Linked DNA regions of Zea mays: region 2 is linked to region 1. A link is a contact called in public Hi-C data. All regions are on one chromosome and are shown on one strand. Each heading gives the region's core, a stretch centred on a gene start, on an enhancer-like site or on the middle of the called end of the contact. The rest is flanking DNA. Distances are from core to core; before and after follow the strand shown. Region 1 holds the start of LOC100274305 (Photosynthetic NDH subunit of subcomplex B 5 chloroplastic). Region 2 holds the start of LOC100192760 (myosin heavy chain).

Evidence for each region. Hi-C and Micro-C count contacts between places; a contact is called where the count stands out from the background.
Region 2: a contact with region 1 is called in a Hi-C map of tassel, with 4 times the contacts expected there. The contact joins the promoter of LOC100192760 here to the promoter of LOC100274305 in region 1. A contact is called at or near these places in 3 of 25 Hi-C or Micro-C datasets (ear, endosperm and tassel).

Annotation. Positions count from the first base shown.
Region 1 is chr3:158,248,404-158,255,120 of Zm-B73-REFERENCE-NAM-5.0, reverse strand. It overlaps LOC100274305 (Photosynthetic NDH subunit of subcomplex B 5 chloroplastic), which reads left to right and starts at 3,033. Exons shown (of 5, transcript NM_001148668.1): 1 at 3,033-3,345; 2 at 3,563-3,617; 3 at 3,778-3,846; 4 at 3,937-3,995; 5 at 4,212-4,602. The coding sequence starts at 3,076. The coding sequence ends at 4,448. LOC100383845 (putative transmembrane protein kinase family protein) reads right to left here. Exons shown (of 9, transcript NM_001176475.1): 4 at 6,449-6,630; 5 at 6,134-6,260; 6 at 5,980-6,051; 7 at 5,693-5,876; 8 at 5,441-5,561; 9 at 4,864-5,329. The coding sequence ends at 5,066.
Region 2 is chr3:158,563,599-158,570,925 of Zm-B73-REFERENCE-NAM-5.0, reverse strand. It overlaps LOC100192760 (myosin heavy chain), which reads right to left and starts at 2,383. Exons shown (of 17, transcript NM_001309857.1): 1 at 1,869-2,383; 2 at 1,343-1,527; 3 at 1-19. The coding sequence starts at 2,237. It overlaps LOC100283038 (chloroplastic quinone-oxidoreductase), which reads left to right and starts at 4,856. Exons shown (of 4, transcript NM_001155940.1): 1 at 4,856-4,952; 2 at 5,043-5,184; 3 at 5,367-5,455; 4 at 5,596-6,499. The coding sequence starts at 4,881. The coding sequence ends at 6,318.

The sequences.
Region 1 (6,717 bases), core at 1,784-4,283:
GGGTCAAATTTATCAGGACCATCGATCCACTGGAAAAAGAAACACCTCTGATGTCCCTAAAATAATGGAAAGATGCACTATTACATATCTACAAAATAATGAATGCGAACAAAATTAAGTGACAAGTCATAAGCTACGTACGTCCAAAGTGCCACAAAGGTAGTAGCAGCGAGCAGCCGTGTCTGGATGTTGTGATTGATGTACCCAAGACAGTCTGCCACAGTCACAGTTAGGCACGGGGAGTTCAGGAGGAACAGGAGCATCCTTGCTAGATACGTCCGGATATAACTCCCGAGGACGACCTCTCTTCTGCCACAACGCCTCTCGGTACATGTCTTTCATCTAATAAACGATTATAATTATCACCTGTACCTGTTATGCTTTATAATAAGTTTACACAAACTAATAATCGAAATGATAATATAATAGGTGTATACAAATTATTAAACTAACAACCCAATATCCAAAACGAATGAGTTGGAAATCATACCTTGGTCTACGAAGTGAACCAACTCAAATCTTTGAATCCAGCAAATTTTGACGAAGTTTGGAAATGGGATGAAATGAGCTGCTCTCGGCCAGCCGCGCGGGCGTTTTTATAGGAATTTGTAGCTCGGCGCCAAGATCTGTGGCGCCGAGCTACGAGGCCGGGCCGCAACTAGCCGTTGCTGCCACGTCATAGCTCGGCGCCATAGGCTGTGGCGCCGAGCTACGGCACCACGTCAGAGCTAGCCGTTGATGCCACGTCACAGCTCGGCGCCATAGGCTGTGGCGCCGAGCTGTGTTAGCTCGGCGCCATGGCCTATGGCGCCGAGCTAAGGGTCCAAAACTGAGTTTAAAATTTTTTTAGGTCTAAACGTGATTTTACTTCTGTTTAAGGGCTAAAATACAAAAAAATTCGGTACCACCGGCCGGTGAAGAGACGAACGAACACTGCGGATCTGTAACCGGAGATATCGCGTTTCCACTTCGTTCCCAGTTCATAGCAATCGATCAATTGCTCAGCCGCATTCCTCAATCCGCGGCCAACAATCTTCCGTGCTCAAGGCCCCAGCTGCGTTTCTTCATCCGCGTCTTAAGGGGAAAACTATACTTTATCCATGCACTTAACATGGATCCAGCAGGTAGAGCGGGTTCAGTTGCATACTCATTTAACCTATATCTGTATTCCTGTGAGTAAAAATATATCTGAAATATAACCAACAATTATCTTGAGTTTTAGCCTAGCCTATTGATTTGTCAGAGTCCAAGCGTCGAAGGTTCGAAGCACGAAGCGTCCAATTCTGGACGCACGCCACCAGCATGCTCACTGCTCACACCTATACTCGGTTCAACCTGAGTAGAAGTCCCAACACAATTGTGCGGTTGAACAATTACTCTCTAAATATATATATATTAAAGACCTAATATTACCTCTATTCTCGAATATTTTTCATTCGCTAGCTCATTTTTGAACTAACAGGCGACAAATAAAATACAGAGATAGTATTATTAATATTTGTTATATTTGTGCATTTTTCCTTATTGAGTATGGGTACTCATCGGATAAAAAATACCCACACGAGTACGTGTATGAGTGTGAAATTGTATCCGTGCACAAGTAGGGGTATTAGAGTGGCGAGTTTTTAGTTTGACGGAACCGAGTCTGGGGTAGCAAAACCCGGCAGGTCTTTATCTGTTACCATTTCTAATCGAGAGGCTTGGTAGTGTTAGGCTGTCTCCAACAAGGGGCGCTAAAGCGTTCGGTATGCTATATTTAGCGTTTCTCGGTGTCCGCTATCGCTCCAGCAAGAACCGGCAAATGGTCCGCTAAAATATAGCGGCAGCTCGACGACCGGTAAATGTGGAGTGTTGTTGTTCATCCGCTATCCATCCGCACAGAGTTGTTGTCTGGTTCTTCTCGTCTTCGCCAACAGCATGCCACAGCACGACAGCTCTGCTACTCCACCCGTTGAGTACCACGACAGCTCTGCTACGTTCGGTATGAGAGATTATGCACGAAATCATCTCTGTATTTTCAGTGCAGCAACGTGATTTCATTTTATTTGTGTCTTGTTGCTTTATTTTCACCTTCCAGACTGAAGTTGAGTCACATTGACTCTCCGCCAACTGGTAAGGACAGAGGCAGGGCTTCGAGGCGTTCACGAGTAGAGTACTGGTGATGTCAGAGCTTTACTCATCGTTCGATTACAGTAAAAAAAAATGCATGGGCAGTTTATTGATGCAGTGATGCTAGCCTTTTTTTCTCTTACTATGAAGATGGGGGACTATGTTGTCTTGATACCAAAAGAACTGGGAGCAATTGCATTTTTTTTGTATAATACTAATTTAAGAAACTGGTTTGTTGATTACTAGGCTTAAGGATCTGATCTGTAACAATGTCATGTGCGGGTCTTCTTGTGACATCGCAATCTCGAGGGCACCCCAAGGCCGCCAAATGTTCTAGTGTCCATTGATGCTTGGTAAGAATTCAGTTAGAGCTTTACATGCAAATTAGTACTGTATATTTATTTGTAAACATAGCACCATTGTACTACTAATTAACTGTGTATATCTAAACCCTAAACCCTAGGTTGATGAAGACGTTCTAGCAACCAACCATAGGTCGCTATAAAAAAATCGTTGTGTAGTGTATGAGAGAATTTAGAAAGAACCACTCCATATACATGGAAAAATTTAAAGGACAGGGTTACAGATAATCCTACAAAGAGTGAGTTCTCACTTGTTTTGTTGGTGTCCGTTGACCAAAGCACATGCGACAGTTTCTTACAAATATAGCGCACAGAATCACGATTTTTTTTGGCGGGGGGAGGGGTTACTGTGGGACGTCCGTAGGTGTTCAGTTCCACAGAATCGTACCGAGTTTTTATGAGCTGATTATTTCCAGAAACGAAAAAAGGGACAGGAAAAGACAGCGGAAAAATCCTGGACGGTAGGTGTCCAACTCCAGCGCACCATTATCCGCTTGCTTTTTTGTCTCTTGGCCGCAACGTGAAGTGCAGCAGCAGCCAGCAGCGGGGGCTGGAGCACTCACCAGTCACCACTCAGCAGCGATCGCAGCACCGCGGCGAGATAATGAGCAGCCTGTCCTCCGGCATCTCTGCCTCGCCATCTGCAGCGCCCAGCACCGCTCGGCGCCGCCATGACGCAGCGCCGCAGCAGCTGAGGGTGAAGGCGGCGGCGCGGCCACAGCTGCTGCACGCCGGCCGCCGGCGTTCGAGTGTCGGGAGGAGGCCGGGCGGCGGCGCGGTGGTGGTGAGGGCCGGGCCTGGGCCGCTGTCGGAGATCGAGCCGGACCTGGAGGAGGACGCCATCGACGTGTACCGCACCAACGGCATCAGCCCGGTCCGTCGTCGTCGTCCCTCGTTTCCTTCCTTTTCTTCTCTTCTCTTCTCGGTTGTCGTTCCGCGCTTAGTTAGTTAGACTAGGAACACGCAGGAAAGCAGTGAACCTTGACGTAGGTTGTGCTATGAACGAGAGCTCTGAAGAACGGAGTACGTTTCGTTCGTTCGTTCGTGGATGACACTGGAGAGGATCTGTCTTGTCTTGTCTTGTCTTGCAGGAGGACTTCGAGTACGGGAAGTATGACGGACACCACACCTATTTCGAAGGCCAAGGTATTACTATCCTCCCAGAAAAAAATAAGAACTCCATTGTTCATGATATGATATCCTTCATTGCAAAAAGAAAAAGAAATAATAGTCCACTGATTGTTTTGTGCTGTGGTGAAACAAAAACCTGCAAACAACCGCAACACCCCCCGCTTTTCTTCCCAAGACAAGAAGGGCTTCTGGGAGGATGTCTCCGAGTGGTACCAAGAAGCTGAGCCTCCTCAGGGCTTTCAAGGTACTACCACTACTGTGTAGCTCTTTCAGATCTTTATGCTTCTGCCTTGCTCATTTGTTGCACTGCATCAATGGCGGCGATCTCTTGCAGCACTCATCTCCTGGGCATTTCCTCCTGCGATCATCCTCGGCATGGCTTTCAATGTGCCGGTAAGGATCCAGCACTTCCTCCTCCCAGTACCTAGTCCCCTGTTTGGAACACGAAGTTTCCTGGTCGGAAGTGAATTGTGCTTTCTGTCGGGAAAGTGAATTGTTTCCTGTGAAATTCCTGCGCTCCAAGCATTTGTGCCCCAAAAAAAAAAAAAAAAAAAACTCGTCACCTGCATCTACTGATCGGATCGGAGACGCGTCTGCTTGTGTCGCCAGGGGGAGTACCTGTACATCGGGGCGGCCGTCTTCATCGTGGTGTTCTGCGTCATCGAGATGGGCAAGCCCGACAAGCCGCACAACTTCGAGCCGGAGATCTACATGATGGAGAGGTCGGCCCGCGACAAGCTCATCGCCGACTACAACTCCATGGACATCTGGGACTTCAACGAGAAGTACGGCGAGCTCTGGGACTTCACCGTCAACACCAGGGACGACATCGTCAAGTCGACCTAGATGCATTGCGTACACCGCTCGCTGCCCTTCAGATTGTTGCCTCACAGCAAAAAAAACCCTGTGAAAGGAAGCTGTAGCTGCTAGGAAAATCTCTTGAATAAAAAGGAAAGCCATCCTTCCTGTAAGACTGGAGAGCCTGAAAATCTGTTCTATCCTCGTGCCATATAATACACGACATGTTCTGCAGACTGTTGCTTCAACTTTCTGCATGAATTGCCTTTGTTTTCATGTTTTCTCCAATACTTTGAAGGGAAGAGAAAAAAAAACACATGCAAGACTGATGCGCTGAACAATCAAGAGCCGCTGGTTTGCCACCACCCACCCATTCTTATTATTATTCAACAAAAGGAAAATGTCATTAATTCCCCTAAAAACATGTGCAGAAAAGGGAGAATTAGGAAGGAACCATCAGGGTAACAAAACTGGGGAGAAAAAAAGGGTAAGCCTCGCAGCTGTTTCCTCTCTTTTTTTTTTACACTTGGGATGCAGCTGGCTCGCTATGAAGACGGGCTCTTCTTTTTTTTCCCGAATTCCGAAAGAGAACAAGGCTGGTCTACTGCCCTGAGGAGGAGAGAACTAGCTTTTCTTCTAGACTACACATCCCACTGATGTTTGTTTCACCTGGATGTTCTGAAGAGCTGACTGCCTAGAGTCACGGTTGGGGTACCTTCCGCCATGACTGCTGTGAGGCTGATCTCCTGCTCGCGGATCCGTTGTATCTCAGCCTCCACCGAGCTCATCGACGGGCGCTGCTCGCTCGTCGGATTTACGCACCGTGCTGTCAGGCTCAGCAATTCCTTCATGCTTTGTGAGGTAAAGCCACCGGCCATTCTGCTGTCTGCGATCACGGAGATGTCACTTGATTCCTGGAAGCTCTGTGCCTGCACATCAACAGAACAGACGAGTAAAAAGATCTGTCCAGAGACGGGTATGTTATTTTGCAGAGAAGGGTGGACAAACATCAAGCATCAAGCAGTGATGCCATTATTTACCCACTGAATGATGCATTGATCAGAGACAGCTTTCCGTCCGCTAATTAGCTCCAGAAGGAATACGCCAAAGCTGTACACATCGCTTTGTATGGAAAAGTTCAAGTTCATAGCTTCCTTCATTCTGATCATGCAACAGAAGTTCCATCGATCTTAAATAATGCAAAGCAGATTCAAGGCAGATGATTCTACTGTATCTATCTGATGTAAGCAATGAATGTAAGAACTATCAGAAACATGTGTGTCCATTGTTACCGAGGTTCCACGAAAGGATCATTAAATGTTCTGGAAGACAGTCCTGTAACACCAAGTCGATCAAGCATGCCTGGAATCCCAGTATCTGCAACTTTTGGTGCGAAGTCCTCGTCCACAAGTACATTAGAAGTTTTGAAATTCATATGGACCGCAGGGGGTGTCAGCGAATGCAGGTGACTCAGGCCTGGATAGCAAGAAAATATCGCCATTTAAGATTGTTGATGTAGTTGCCACAAGGACACTGCTACAGAAGAATGCGTCTAAGCCGATATGCTGTGAAGGCTTACCTTTAGCTGTGCCATGAGCAATAGAAAGTCTCTTCTTGAATTCTAGCCTTGAACCTAGAGCATGGCTGTTACCTACAAAAGTATAGCAGAAAAATTAGAACCTATGACACTACTCTTGTACATTAGAGTTAGATAAAAACGCAATGGAAATCACCATGTAAATGTGTTGATACGCTGCCATTGGAGATATACTCATAAACAAGCATCTGCATGCCATCCTCCTGACAGTACCCCAAAAGTTTTACAAGGTTCCAATGACAGAGAGATGCTAGATAATTAACCTGACAAGAAAACAGCACTGACACATGAGCTCAAAACAATGTCAGAAGGGTGTGGAGCAAGCTGGGCTATGTTTCAAATTATAACAGGACGTCATGTGGAAAAAAAACTAAAGTTAAAACACAGCACATTCGACGAATTCGGGACCAGAAATTACTGAACATGTGGATAAGTAAGAAGATTATGCTACCTCTTGAATGAATTCCTGGCTAGGAGGAGAATGCCGTCTTTTAACAGCTACTATTGTGCCATCCTGGAGCAAACCCTTATATACCTCTCCGAACGTCCCTTGTCCAATAAGGTTGCCATTGCTGAAATTCCTTGTAGCAAAATTCAATTCCTCTAAACTAAGACATCTTGCTTCCTGCGACTCTGATAGGTGGAAGACGAAGTTATTACTTATGAAAATAGAAAGAAAGATGTATCTTTAGATGAATTATCTGAAGTTTTAAAGTTTTA
Region 2 (7,327 bases), core at 1,134-3,633, 320 kb before region 1:
ATGAAGCGCTGCATCAAATCTAAAGAAAAAAAGGGGGTTGAATCACAGTTTCCCTAATTTCTTTAAAAATCTATAAGAAGAAATTTTATAATGCAACAACATTTAATCCCAGTTTCCATTGTAACAAAAGCAATGCAGCACTCACTGTAAAAAAACTCGACCTGCGGGGTAAGACATTCTCCGAATATTATATTAAGAAGAAGACCGAGGTCAGGACCTTAGACCTGTGTTTTGTCGTGGGAATGTGGGATAGATGAGGGGATTTTTTTAACCCCGGCCTGAAATTCGCTCCCGCGGGGAGTCGAACTCGAAACCCAAAGAGTGCTACTCAGATCGCCTAACCAACTCAAGTAGAGGCCCTTTCACATGCAGCAGTCAGCACTCACTATAACATATAGAAAAGGTGTTTGTCTGGCATCCATCCAAAAATAGTGTATTTCTAAGTTTGACCAACTTTATAGAGAAGACTATCAGGATTTTAGACACCAAATAAGTATCATTAGTCTATCATGAAATATATTTTCACGGTACCTAATCTATAGAATGATTTGCATGATTGCTAAAGTGGTCACAGTTTAACTGGAATTTATCTCAACTAAATTGGGAATTATGGTACTAGATTAGATCTTCGGGTGAAAATTTCCCTACTCGCCCCCCCCCCCCCCTCCAAAAAAATAACGAGTTTATTGGTAAGAGTATCAAAATTTATTGGTGGCATAAATTTCGATACTCTTACAAATAACCTCGGTCAAAATATATATAGTTTAACTTGGGGGGGAGCTAGAAATGCACTTTTGGGGGGCAGAGTAGGGAAATTTTCACCCGAAGATCTAATCTAGTACCAGAATTCCCAATTTAGTTGAGATAGATTCCAGTTACACTGTAACCACTGTAGCAATCATGCAAATCATTCTATAGATAAAACATCAGGAGCTTACTGCTGCAACTGTACACTGTGGACAGAAATTTTGTTATTTCAAATTTATGCTACTGGGTGATTGGTGTCATCTTTCAAAAAATCACAACATTTCTTTGTTAATTAGTTTTTTCAGGTTAATTTATGGGCAATGTTGTTTGCCATATGTTATTGGCGACAATGTTTACATTGATGCAACGATACATAAATGCTAATTCAGACTAAACCCCATAGCAAGAGCGGACAGATGCAGTAAGTTAGTGGCATCTGGCATACTAGCATCACTGCTTCCAAAGAGTGGTACAAGTAAATTCAGTTAGTTTTGTTCCATTTGGTGCGACCACTGATCATGCAATCATTTAGACTAGTCTATTTTTAGGGTGCAACCTATATTCCACGTCTTTGAGGGAAATGTAACAAGTGTACCTTTTCGGTCGAGTGCGATCCGCTGGAGGCTCCACAGCCACCGGTGGAATAGGGGACGGTGTTCGCAGCGTCGTGTTGGTTTTGATTGGCGGCACCACTGTGGTGGTGGGTCGTGATGCAACAGCTGGCCTGCCTGCCGATGATGAGCGGGCCGTAGGAGGTGGCTCTACAATATTCCGACCTAACTAATGAAAACATGAGGAGATCGAATTAGCAGGAGGCCACAGAACAGCAGTTAGCAAATTGAGTAGACCTGAGAACCTGAGACACTAACACACTGCACTGATCAATTTTCCCTAAATTCTGGCTCTAAATTATTTGACGAGCATTACTAGAAGGTGATCTAGCACTAGCGAGAGGGAACTATCTTCATTTGAAATTTCATCCAATCATGGACGTTTCCGTAATAATTTGGCCTCGGTTTGACCAATTTGGACTAGTTTGCGCACAGCAGCCCGGAACGGGCGTTTCCTAAACGGGGAGGCAGCATCATTGGCGACGAGCAAGAGATCCGGAAGGAAAATACCGCAGGAGAGGGAGATCTCGCGGAGCGTCCAAGCAGGGACACGCCGTTGCTGCCGTGCGCCACTCTTCCACTTCCGAACCTCCCAGGAGCCGGGGGCGGGTAGTCATCGTCGTCGTCATCGTCGCCGGCGGCCGCGGCGGCGTTCTGCGAGGCCATGACCTGCGCGAGCCTCGCGGCCGCGGCGCGCGCGGCGACGTTCTGCGTGCGGCGGATGTTGGAGGTGCCGGGCGCGCCCGCGGCGGAGGCAGCGGAGGAGGTGGAGGAGGAGCGGTGGTGCGAGGGGGAGACGCCGCCGGGGGAGGAGGAGCCCGTGCTGCTGCCGCTCCGCTGCCGCCCGTAGACGGGGCTTCCCGCCCGGAGACGGTCCATGCTGCGGCTCGCCGGTGGGATCTGGGCCGGCGGGCGGGCGGCTGCGGCGCGGAGATGGCGATGCCGGGGCGAGGGAGAGTGGGAAGGAAGTGGGGGAGAGCACGCTCGCGACGCCGCTGGAGAGCTTTCAGTTTTTGCTCTTCTTGCAGTTTGCCCCCTCCTACTCTGTCGATCTTTTTTTTGGAGGGCAACTCTCCTGCCTGCCAATTTATGGCCCTGTTTGTTTCGGCTTCTGACAGCTTCTGGCCACCAAAAGCTGCTGCGGACTGCCAAACGCTCAGCTTTTCAGCCAGCTTCTATAAAATTTGTTGGGGCAAAAACCATCTAAAATCAACATAAATACATAATCGCTTGAGTCGTTGTAATAGTAGGAATTCGTCACTTTCTAAATCCTGAGCCCTATGAACAACTTTATATTCCTACACCCGTAATCGTAATGATACTCAGATTCTCCACACAGCCAGATTCTCTCCACAGCCAGATTTTCAGAAAAGCTGGTCAGAAAAAAGCTGAACCAAACAGTCCCTATGTTTGTTCCGTACCCCTTTTTGCGCTCTTTTTGGGTGGTTCGATTCATTCCACAGGGTCAAATGCAGAGAAATTTTGATGATTTTTTTTCTGCCCCTCCAACTGCAAATCGACTTTGACATTATTGCTATGATGTACTCTCGCCTTGTTACTTGAGAACTAATATAGATCCTAGGACTGGGTATCAAGCCAGCTCGACTGATGTCGAGTTGGCTCGTTAACGTAACGAGCGGACTCGGTTCGCCTTTTTGCAAGCTCAAACTAGCTCGAGAGCCACAATAAATAATAATATACATGTATATTTACAAAAATATAATCAATTGCTAGTTGATTTTATACTAATTTAACACTAGATAGAATAATGATAATGCTCATAATTTCATACTAGCTGAGTGCTCGTGCGTTGCAACGGAAATATATAATATCAGTATACTACGATAACTTATATACAAATGTGTGTTATATTGTTATGAGAAAATATTTTATAATCAATTTATGATCTTAGTTATACATAAATTTTGTTATTTTAATCTAGTTGTTTCACCACTACATTGCAACCATCAGTATCATGTAGATTTCGATATATGTCATGATTTGTATGGTCTCATTATTGGAGAGCACGTTCCACACATGCCGGAAGAAATTTTCTCGTACATCGTTAGTCATCAGACACACACCACCATACGCTCTTGCTTAAACAAAAGGTAAGTGTGTGTGTTTGCGAAGAGAATTAAAGGCAGACCGGCACAAAAGGTACCCTGACGATGGCGAGGATAACGAACTGGTCACTGTTGTCGATCCTCCTCTGCGTCACCTCCGGCGCCAAGATAACGCCACAATCCTCGATATAGTAGTCGTCGAACGCGCGCGACATGGCGAGTACCGATGACTCTTGGTTGGGCTGCAAAATGAAGTGCACCCCGGACTCATCAGCGAGGTAGTACCCCTGGCCGTTGCACCACCGGATGCGCTACTTCACTACATACATCATGTTCGAGGACACTCACACAACGTCAGTAACGTCCATCGTCCCAGCGCATAAGAATTCATGTCCGGTCAGTAGCGACTTACGTGGCAGGTTGGGCTTCAGGTGGACGATGAGCTAGACGGCGTGATTGCGTCGTCGTCGGATGCGGTGTCCAGAACAACCCGAGAGTCGTCGACGCTGGCGACAACCATGAGGCCCCTCTGCTTAACGATGGACAGCGCGGTGCAGCTACTCTGGACCGCGTCCAAGTGGCGGCTTCGCGTGAGCTTGTCGTACACAGCGGCGCATGCGACCACGTAGGACTCTTTCTAGAGGTCGAACTAACAGTCGTCAAGCTTCTTCTCGTCATCGATGAGCGACGCCAACGCGAGTGCCTCCTGCTCATGGTGTTTGTTCTGGATTTCAAGTAAGAAACATGGATTCATGCTTGGCGTTGGTTTATGAAAATGACTCACAAGTCTGATCCATAGAAAAAATATTACGAAGAAAAAATGTCACGCATGCAAAAAAGGAATTTAAGTATAATACATTATTCAAACAAAAGAAATTGCATGCAAATCTCTTCTTTAAATAATATTACCTCCATCCAAAAATATAATTCAAAAATCTCAGTGATACTTATCTACTACTACGCATTGTGCAAGGGTAGCAAGTGAGCTTGGTGAGAGATGTAGTAGACGTGTTTCCTGTCATAGATGTAGATATAAACACACATGTGGTGTAGCGGTAGCTATTCTTGGCCTTTGCTTGAGAGGTCACGGGTTCAAATCCCCTTGAGGACGTGTTTTTTTAATTTTAGCTAGACGTGGACTGTACGGGGGGAATGAGAATGAGCTTTGCGGGGAGAGGAAATGGGAATAAGAGAACATAGAACAAGGAATGAGAACGGGAATGGCAGAACAGAAATGGTGGCAGAACACAGAATGATATGATCAACTCAAACAGGCTCTATTAGTATTGTTAAGTGTCCCACAACGCTGCTAGCAGCTGCAATGATTCATCAATGCTAGTTCTATTAGCTACTACTAGGCGTTGGGCACTGTACTGTACTGCTGCCTCCAATTATTACTAGAGTACTCCCGGTGCCATCTCCTCCATCTCCCTATTCCTCAGCTCCTGGACCGGCCATGGCCGCACCTTCCGGCACGATGCGCGCCGTGCAGTACGACAGATACGGCGGAGGAGCACGGGGGCTCAAGGTGCGTGCGCTGATACTGTTTCGATCGACGCGCGCATGATCTGTCTGTTGACCGTTGCTGATGAACATTGCTTGCTCCGCTCGACTTCAGCATGTGGAGGTGCCGATCCCGTCGCCGAAGAAAGGCGAGGTGCTCATCAGGATGGAGGCCACCAGCATCAACGTCGTCGACTGGAAGTTCCAGAACGGCTTCGCGCGGCCCTTCATGCCCAGGAGGTTCCCTTTCATCTCTGGTACTGTAACAGCACGCAGAGCAGAGCCATGGCGTGCTGCTGGCCTCGTCCCCCCACTCCTTCCCTCTTGTTTAATCGATGGCCATTTCAGTTTTGGCTTTTGACGTGCCGTACGTCCCGAGTGCGCGTGAGGACGGGAGATTTGCACAGGCGAGTAATCGTGTTTGCTTTCTGGAGGACAGGTTTCGACCTAGCAGGAGAGGTCGTAGAGTTGGGTGCTGGAGTGAGCAGCTTCAAACCAGGGGATAAGGTGATCGCCATCAACTTCCCGGTAAGATTCTGAGACCGTGCTTGCAAACAGTTTGCTTATATATTCCATCCGACTGGTTTTCGTCCCAAGTGTTTTGAGTCGCCAGTTGAGTTCGTTCTACTACCGAGTACTAACGAATGCGCAACCGATGGCAATGGCAGAACGGCGGAGGGCTCGCCGAGTACGCGGTCGCGTCAGCGTCTCGTACAGCCGCAAGGCCGCCGGAGGTGTCGGCCGTCGAAGGTGTCTGCGTGCCGATCGCCGCAGTCACCGCGCTCGGGTCGCTGCGGACAGCCGGGGTCACAGTCACACTGGACGACCCGGCTCGCGCCCCCGCCACGCCCAAGAACGTGCTGGTCACCGCGGCCTCCGGCGCCGTCGGCCACTTCGCCGTGCAGCTCGCCAGGATGGGCGGCCACAACGTCACGGCCACCTGCGGCGCGCGCAACCTCGGCCTGGTCCGGAGCCTCGGCGCCGACGAGGCGCTGGACTACAAGACCCCCGAGGGCGCCAAGCTGCGGAGCCCCTCCGGCAGGAAGTACGACGCGGTGGTGCACTGCGCCGCGAAGGGGCTCCCGTGGTCCGTGTTCAGGCCCGTGCTCGCCGCCTCGGGCACGGTCGTCGACATCACGCCAGGGTTCGTGGCCGTCGTCACCGCGATCCTCCAGGTGGCGACCTTCTCCAAGAAGAGGCTGGTGCCGCTCATAGTGACGCCCAAGAAGGAGGAGATGGAGCTGCTGCTGGGCATGCTGAAGCAGGGTAGGCTCAAGACGGTCATAGATTCCCGGCACCCGCTGGGCAGCGCTCACGAAGGCTGGGCCAAGAGCATGAGCGGCCACGCCACCGGCAAGGTCGTCATAGAGATCGGAGCCGCGCAACCATAATAATAGTGCAGCAATATATTGATTCAAAAAATAATTATGAATTTTGTAATTTTTAGATCTATAATTTCTATATTTTTTTGTTCATGAATTATGTATTTTTATTTAAAATTTATGAATCATGTATTTTTATTTTTATATGAATTATGTATTTTTACTAGATGAATGCACGTGCGTTGCAACGGGAATATATAATATCAGTATACTACGATAACTTATATATAAAATGTATGTTATACCGTTATAAGAAAATGTTTCATAATCAATTTATGATTCTGGCCATACATAAATTTTGTTATTTATAATCTATCTCTTTCACCATTACATTGCAACCATCAGTATCATGCAAACTTCGATATATGTCATGATTTGCATGGTCTCATCATTGGAGAGCACGTTTCACACATACCAGAAGAAATTCCCTCGTACATCGTTAGTCATCAGACACGTACCACCATACGCTTTTGCTTGAACAAAAAGGAAAGTGTGTGTTTGCGAAGAGAATTAAAGGCAAGCCGGCACAAAAGTTACCCCAACGGTGGCGAGGATGACGAACTGGTCATTGTTGTCGGTCCTCCTCTGCGTCACCTCTGGCGCCAAGATGACACCACAGTTCTCGATATAGTAGTCGTCGAACGCGCGCGACATACCGAGTACTGATGACTCTTGGCTGGGCTGTAAAACGAAGTGCTCCCCGGGCTCATCAGCAAGATAGTACCCCTGGCCGTTGCACCACCGGATGCGCTACTCCTCTACATACATCGTGTTCGAGGACACTCATACAACGTCAGCAACGGCCATCGTCTCAGCGCACAAGAATTCATGGTCAGTCAGTAGCGACTTACGTGACAGGTTGGGCTTCAGGTGGACGATGAGCTGGACGACGTGATGACGTCGTCGTCGAATGCGGTGCCCAGAACAACCCGAGAGTCGCCGACGTTGGCGACGACCATGAGGTCCCCCTGCTTGACGATGGACAGCGCGGAGCAGCCGTTCTGCACCGCGTTCAAGC